Linked DNA regions of Rattus norvegicus: region 1 is linked to region 2. A link is a contact called in public Hi-C data. All regions are on one chromosome and are shown on one strand. The core of a region is the stretch at or near the end of the contact, and the rest is flanking DNA. Distances in the headings are between cores, read along the strand shown.

Evidence for each region. Hi-C and Micro-C count contacts between places; a contact is called where the count stands out from the background.
Region 1: a Hi-C map of frontal cortex shows a contact between it and region 2, with 2.0 times the contacts expected there. The contact joins the enhancer-like site here to the promoter of Ptgfrn in region 2.

What each region holds. Positions count from the first base shown.
Region 1 is chr2:191,265,170-191,269,307 of GRCr8, reverse strand. No RefSeq gene overlaps it. Among named protein-coding and RNA genes, the nearest start is that of Ptgfrn, 34 kb to the right of the region's middle. Within about 2 kb of position 1,642, at least 36 of the 93 cell types and tissues checked have an H3K27ac peak or open chromatin away from gene starts, as enhancers often do.
Region 2 is chr2:191,231,985-191,235,949 of GRCr8, reverse strand. It overlaps Ptgfrn (prostaglandin F2 receptor inhibitor), which reads left to right and starts at 2,518. Exons shown (of 9, transcript NM_019243.2): 1 at 2,518-2,604. The coding sequence starts at 2,556.

The DNA.
Region 1 (4,138 bases), core at 393-2,892, 34 kb before region 2:
CACCCATCTTTAAAATGTAAATTTACCTACAGCTACTCATCCCGCCTGTCCTAATGCCTGTCAAACTGAGACGAAAGAAAGCTGCATCAAGGCAAGTGTGAGATCCTCCCCTCTATCAGTAAAATCTTCCATGGAACCTTGCATTACTCAAGCAAGACAGATCTGAGCTCTCAATACAGTCAGAAGGGGTGACCTACTTAAAAAGCCAGCAGAGAGAGAGAGAGAGAGAGAGAGAGAGAGAGAGAGAGAGAGAGAGGGAGAGGGAGAGGGAGAGAGAGAGAGAGAGAGGAAACGAAAGTGAATTGTTTTGCTGAAATCTGACACTAAAAATAGGGCACTGGATCCTTCCCCTGCTTGGAAAAAAAAAGGCATTAAAATGAGTGTGTCTGTATGTCTGGGAATATGTCTCCATAGCAACCATTGTCCCACCTCCCCTATCAGCAGCATTACCCTTCTCCAGGAAAAGAGGGCATATGCACGCCTTTCCCAGCACCCCTCCCAATCCCTTACTCCATGAAATCTAATTAAAGAGTGAAATGAATTTTAGCGATGGTCCTAGAGGCTGGGAGAAGTCCAAGGCTGGGGAGGAAAGCGTTTGGGAGGAGGCACAGGGAGACCTGCTCTTCCACACTGGAGGAGCAGCATGCAACTCCTTTCTCATTTTTAAAAAGAGCCGCAGCTTCCAGGCTGAGGGGCTGCAAGGGAGTGATAAACCCGCCATTCGATGATGTTATTACTTTAATGGATGCAGGACTGGTTGAGCACTTCATTTCCACCAGGGCTTCTTAGTTTGCAGCTTCTTCTCTTTACACAGCATCTAGTTTTCCTCAGACCCTCCTTCTGTTATTAATGAATGCTGTCCCCATTTCCTATGACACTTGGGTGAAGGAAGAGGAAGCATCATTTGAGAAAATACATCTGTGTCTGGCATGAGTTGAGTCCATTGCAATTAGGAAACCCCCCCACTTCCAACCTTAAACACTTTGTATTTATATTAAGTGTAAGAGAGCACACAGGGCAGATACCCTGGGAGGTGGAAGCTGATTTAGGCAAAAGAGCTGCAGGGTAGCATCTGCTGGGGTCCTTTCTTTAGGTCTCCAGGAACTGCCTTACCTCCCCCTCCCTTTCTCCATCACCTTCCTCAGCATCCAGGCAGCAGCAGCTCAGCCTCCCTCTTCCTTGCCCAGCACAACCCTCTCCCTCTACTCTGAACAACCCTGCCCTTGTCTCTGTGGTCTCCTGGTCCTGATCCCTGCATTCAAACATTTTCTACAAGTTGGCTACAGGTCTGACTTCATCTTCTATGAGTCCCCCCAAGAGCAAAACTGCCCTCACATAGCATTCGGTCAGGTCTGGACTTGTCCGTGGGACAAACAGAAGGCAGTGCAGGAAGTCTGTGGGCTCGACTGGGGATAGAAGGAAGGGTTAGTTACACACAGCACACAAGCTGGCGTGTTTCAGAGCTGAGAAGAGCCACAGTGAGAAGAGAGAGTGGCTAGGTCTTGTCCTCTGTCCTGCTAGAATGTGCCCAGCCAGCTGTGTGCACACGGAAAGTCAAAAGCTGTGATCTCACGCAGGATGGAGTAGTTGGCACAGGGCAGCGGGCATGTGACTCTGAGCTCTGGGCAGAGCCAGCTGTGGCATCTGCAGTAGCGTCCACCTCCGCTGCCAGCCTTGCAGCTGCAGCAGCAGAAATCTCCACATCCTTGGACTGGATACCAGCTCACCCACTGGGGCCAGTGGGGCCTCCCTTCTTGCCAGCCAGCTGAGGCAGCAAGAGCCCCGGGCTTGCTAAATACCTGTGAAGACTTATAGGAAAGAAAAATCATGAAAGACCCAGAAGCATTGGTCCCTCTTGGGCCAGGGAGAGTCCAGTGACCTCTGGTTTTACCCAGGGTGATGTGGCTTGGAGTACAGTGCTTACTTGCAATCAAATTATGAGAACTAATATTTACTGAGCACTCACTCCGGGCCAGGAGCTTCCCTGCATGTGACTAAAGGTGACTTACAAAGACAGAAACAGATACCATTCTCATCTGTGTTTGACAGGCAAGGTAAGAGGAAGACTAAGGTTTCAACCCAGTTTGAACCCAGGGCACACATGCGGTCTGAGAAAGCAGGTTGGGGAGGGGGACAGCAAGAGAGAGCTGTCAATCCATTGGCAATAAATCTCTAGCCTTCAGATCATCTTCACACCCCGCCCCCAAAGTGCTGAGGAATCTTATAAGACCAAAAAAGAGAAGAATTCATCACATAATCATTGTGTAAATAACATCATTAAACGTTAGTGTTTAAATGAGAAAAAGAAGTCACTGCTAATCCAACCATCCCGAATCACCCATTGACCCTCCCTTGCCTGGCTTGCCTGGGTGCTCCTGTTTCACACAGTGAAGTAAAATTCTCTACTCTCTTTCCACTGGTTTTGTAACAGGGTGCTTTAAGCACAATTTCACAAGGTTATTTTTTAATTGCTGTACCACACTCGTTCCTTCGAGTTCGTGGTACTGAAACTGACTCAGCCAAGGCTCTTATTTTGGACTCTTAGATGATGTCTGGCTTGTCACCACTTAAAAAGCAACAAAAGCAAACCCTCTGCTCCTCTTTTTATTCTTTTTCTGGGTTTCTTTACAGGCTGGGGAGGGCCATTCAACCCATGCGTTCTGGGGGATTGGATAACCTTTGGCCTACAGTCAAGGTTGGCTGGACAGTTAGCGGTACAGGAGCTGGAAGGACTTAATAGATGCTGCTCGTTGCTGAGGACTTGGAGGGGACAAAGGCATGGATGGAATAACCCTCACACCACTGCCAATATGCTAGAAAGGGCGGACACACCAGTCCCAGGGGGAGCATCCACCCTACAGAGGCCACACTGAACATGGTAATGACGCCCTGAGCTCAAAGTGCCAGGGTTCCCTAAATCAGCAGGACTCAGGTACATGATCCAAATGTTCTTTGTAACCAGAGGGACTGACATTGTCCACTTGCCAAGGGTTGTTTGGGACAGTGAAGTTGTGAACCTGTTTGGGACAGGTTGTTGTGAAGTGAGTGGACAATGCAGAAGACAGTGGTGCTTCTGGGTGGTCAGTGGGGACTTCTCTTTCTACAGCACTTTCCTAGCCTTGGATTGGGGTCCTTCAGACTATAGGACCATGAACGGGGCCCTAGTCTCAGCTGGGGTCAATCTCATGGAAAACCTCAAGATCCTGTATATGTCTGGATCAGATGGGATCTTGATGAAGACAGTCCATCTCTCCCAATCTCACACTCAGATCTGGGCAGGCAAAGTGGATCAAACTGAGTCAAAGTGCTCAAATCTTACTTTTAATCTGTTTGTTTTCATTTTTATTTTTTATGTATTTTTTTTTCCTTTTCTTTTTTTCGGAGCTGGGGACCGAACCCAGGGCCTTGCGCTCGCTAGGCAAGCGCTCTACCGCTGAGCTAAATCCCCAACCCTATTTTTTATGTTGTATGAATATTTTACTGCATGTATGTCTGTGTACCAGGTGCATCCAGTGCCTATAGAGACCAGAAGAGGGGGAACTCTGGGACTAGAGTTACAGACAGTTGTTAGCCACCATGTGGGTGCTAAGAATTGAATCCTGGGCTGGAGAAATAGCTCAGTGGTTAAGAGCACCGACTGCTCTTCTAGAGGTCCTGAGTTCAAATCCCGGCAACCACATGGTGGCTCACAACCATCTGTAATAAGATTTGATGCCCTCTTCTGGTGTGTCTGAAGACAGCTACAGTGTACTTATATATAATAATAAAAAAATAAATTTAAAAAAAAGAACTGACTCCTATGAAAAAGCAGCAAGTGCTCTTAACCTCTGAGCCCTCTCTCCAGTCCAACAATGTTCACTTTTTAGACACCTCCTTTGCAGATACTGATCCTATACCTGTATGACCCTGAGTGTGAAAGACACTTAAACTCTGTGTCTTAGGCACCTCACTTGTCACAGCCCTGACCTGGCCTGGCCCTAAAATCACAGCAAGGTTCTGGCTTGTGCATTGCTGCCCTTACCAAGACCCTGCTTGCTGTGTTGGGTTCTGAATAGCTCATTAAACCTGGCTTCCCAACATCGGCAGGCTAAAAACAAACAAACAAACAACAGTGGCCACATCTACAACAGTAAGATAA
Region 2 (3,965 bases), core at 1,269-3,768:
GTGCTTATTTTTTGCTACATCGGTGGATTCTCGTGATACAGTTGACTGGTTGTCAATCAGTCAATCAGCTGACAGCCTGGATCCACTTAAGTGTTCTTCCCACTGGCTTTGCCTGGATAGCCTCACTTATCCCTACGAGTTCAGTTGTTCACCACAGTTATTACCGTGATTATAAAATGTACCATTAGTTTAATAACTCTTGGGTGCTGAGATAGGAGAAGAGAAGGATTCCCCTCCCCCCCTTCACAATATGTGTACACTTATTGTAAGTCCCTCCATGTACCTCCCTTCTATCGAGCTCCTGGACTGTCATTCTTACTGTACAGTTAAGCACTGGGGAAGTGACCGCTTCCTGGGTGGGTCGTGACTGGACTTTGCACCTGCTGCCACACCCACTAAATCACTCTGTAGGCTCAAAGCATTCCCGTGGCAGCAACTGACTCATGGCCTCGGTTCCACGGTCTAGCTCAGAGTCTCTTCTCTGACAGCAAGTGGAGGGCTTTCTAAGGTCCAGATTTTGTTTGTTAAACAAAGGGTCCAGAACTCCTCTCCAGATGCGGGGAAGCAAGATGACAACGTGTCAGCCTCTTAGGTCCTCCAGTTATTAGACAGAGGTGGAAGCAGTATATACATAGTGTGCTGAGCTGACTGTGATCAAGTGCCAAAATGTGCAGCCCAGACGTTAAGCATTCTGGGTGGTAAGAAAGCAGAAAGATTGATGAGCTGAAATCTGAGCTTCTGGAAGAGCCAGGCCTTATGTTTTCCTGTAGTTCCAGCATATTTCAGAACTTAACATTGGGCTTATATTCAGGCTTGATAGAATGGAGAGAAACAAAAGAAAATTAAACTTCCTACAGAAATTCTGGGAAAAGAAACAACAGGGGCATGGGTGGGGGTGGGGGAAACTCTGTGAAAGGCTTGATGGCAAGATGGAAATTAAAAGAAAAAAAATTCTTGAGGTGAAATATATTCAACACCAAAGTTACCATACCATCTGAACTGTTTAACTGTTGCCACTCTGTGACCGTGAGTAAATGTCCATTGTTGAGCCGCCAGGAATTTATTTATTTTGGTCTTTTGAAACAGGGTCTCATGAAGCCCAAGCTGGCCTTGATCTCTGTTTGAAGCCAAGGATGACCTTGAACGGATCCTGCCTTTCTGTACAGAGTGCAGTGGAGGTCGTCATGCCTGACTGGAAATAAATTTTTAAGAGTCTCTTTTCGGAAGGTTTCACACCTGGCCAGTCAGTCACATGTCAGTTAGCAGAAATGAGAAACGCGTGCAGAAGTCAGAGCAAGCTTGATGTTCTGCACCGAAGAGGGCAGTTTTCCCAGGAACATCTGTAATTTGTTTCACATATATTAATGAAGGCCGGGGGAAGGGAAGGGGTCACTGGATACCAGAGAGCCTTTTTTGAGTGTCTGAATCATCCTTGTCAAGCTTTAAACAAGGAACACTGATTTCCCCCCCAGAGCTGTGAGGTCTTTTGTATTCAAATCCAAAGCACAAAACTCTATTGTGGGAGAAAAAAGAGTCTTTAATGGAAACCCAGTCGTGTCCACTTTAAGCAATGAATATAGTCTCAGGCGGCAGACATACCATTTGAAGCACTACAGCTATTAATAGATGGTGTGGGTTTTCTTTTCTTTTTTATGGGTACCTTCGTTGGAAGTTGTTCTAATTAGTACCACAGGGACCCTGGAGAGGAGGGAGGTGGGCCAGGAGGGAGGCAGGCCCACCCAACTACAGGGTGGTGGGTTAGAGCCTTGTTGGTTCTGATGGTTGGCTGAGAGTCCCTGGCCAACTCTCCCAAGCACACATCAGGCCTCTGGACCATGAGGGGGTGGGAATTCACTGCCTTTGAAGCTCTTTCAATCCTATCTGTGGAATTATTTTTAGCAAGGGCTAAGCAGGTGGCTGGTGGCATGCTTAGCTGGAGACCAGAGGGTGTACATGTGGGTTGCTGGCTGTGAGACACTCGTGGGGATTCCACCGCGAAGGAATGTCGGGCGTCCCGGGATAGGGCCCAAACGATGAGGTTTCCAGACAAGTCTTCCAGGCCAACTTTTAAAGGTCGGAGGAAAGTTTCTCGAAGGGTGGGGGCCCGAGGGGAAGGCTGGGTGGGCTCGGGCGTCTCCTCCCCTTTAAGCCGGTGGCCCCGGCGCCTCCTCCGTTACCTGGAGCGGGGAGGGGCTTGGGAAAGTTTGTGTTTGTTGCTGGCACAGCGCCGGGTGGGAGGCGCGGGCGGGCGGACGCTAAGGCTCTTCCCTTTTGCTTTCGGAAGGCGGTCCGGGCTGCTGCGCCCTGGGATCGACGAGGCCGGCTCCGGGGCCCGGCGGCTGGCGGAGGGCGGGAGAGGAGGAGGCGGAGGGCCGCGAGGAGCCAGGTGCGCACGTCCGCGCCGGCGCTGGGCTCGCTCGGCCGGCGGGGAGAGCGGAGCAGGCGCGCGGCCCGGCGGAGCAGCCGACTCTGGAGCAGCCGGAGCTGGAGGAGGAGGAGGAGGAGCGGCGGCGGGGAAGGAGGAGGAGGCGGAGAGTCGCTCCCGCCGGCCGAGCATGGGGCGCCCGGCGCCGAGGCCGCTGCTGCTGGCGCTCCTATCGCTGGGTGAGTGCGCGTGGGGCGCGGCGGGGCGCTGGGTCCCGGGGGGGCGCGGCTGCCGCTTGGAGCCTGGGGCACCCGAGGTGCCCGGGGCGGCTCCCGGGAGACCGGGATCCCGAGCGCCGGGCCGCCGGCCGGGAAGGGAGCGGTGTGGGGCCGATCGGAGCCCGGTGCACATCCTCCTGGGCCCGCGCTCTGGGTATCCGGAGCCGCCCGGCCTGACCGAGCCGGGTTCTCACGTGTGCCGGGGGAGTGGCTCGTGGCCGGTTCCACCACAGCGCTCTCTACCTGTTGGCCACCGGGAGCCGGGCTCACCTTGAACTCCCGGCCCCGGAAGGTGCGGGCGGCCCCAACCCGCGTGCCCGGCTGGGCGGAAATGTGAGCCTTTGCTGTGTCCCGCCATAGCTGAGGCCGGTCGGGATCGTTCTTCACTCGCTAGCCCATGCTGAGTTGCTTTTCCAGGGAAGCAAGAGAATCCAACTATCTTCCACGAAGGTCACTGGGTTGCCCAGCGTTACTGTGACAGTCTTGTACCATCCCTGCCATCTAGCCAAATCAGCCTCAGTGTTGCCTTCCAGCGTCTCCTGAAGCTGGCTAGCCTCTGATTAATACACAAAGACCCGAGAGCCCAGCTTTTCCAACTTTTCTACCTGTTACTTCCCTTGTTACTGGCTCTTTCTCTTTTACCCTCTGGAAATCCTTGGTGCCTCTCAGTGGTTTGGCCCGGTATCCCCTCACCCACCCAAGGAATCTTTCCTGAGCTTCCCCCTCCTCTCTCCATTTTCCATTCACTCCTTACACAGACACCATCTTCACGTAGATACACAGGGTGATCTTAACCAGTCACTTGATGTATTTATTTAATGCCTGCTTTGGTTCAGGAAGGCAGATCCCCTAGTGTGGTTATATGCTTGGATCCCTGTGACCAGTGTCATCTAGGACAAGCAGGATTCCAGACCCAGCCCTGGTTCCCTTCCAAGCCCCTGCAGAAGATAAATCTCAAGCTTTCTCAGAGCACATAGTATGTGTTGTCTATCCCAGCCAGGCCTCAGCTGCACAGAGGCTAAATTACTGCACTTCTGATGCTGTGGGGGTCCCAGTGGAGACCTCCCTCCACCACTCCCCTTCTGCTGGCATTAGGACATTACTGTCCCAGCCCCCATGAGTCCTGGCTGCCTGCAAACTAGCCTTTCTGTCTGCTACTAAGATACTTCACCTCTGAGGGGTTTTCTGGCAATGATTCCCTCCAAGAACTCACCTAGACAAAATCCTCCAGCTACAGCCCATGTGCAGAAAACATCCAGTGGTTCTCTGTGGTTTCTGATCTTAGTCCCCTTTAAATTTCCCCTGCCAGGCACCTGTCCTTG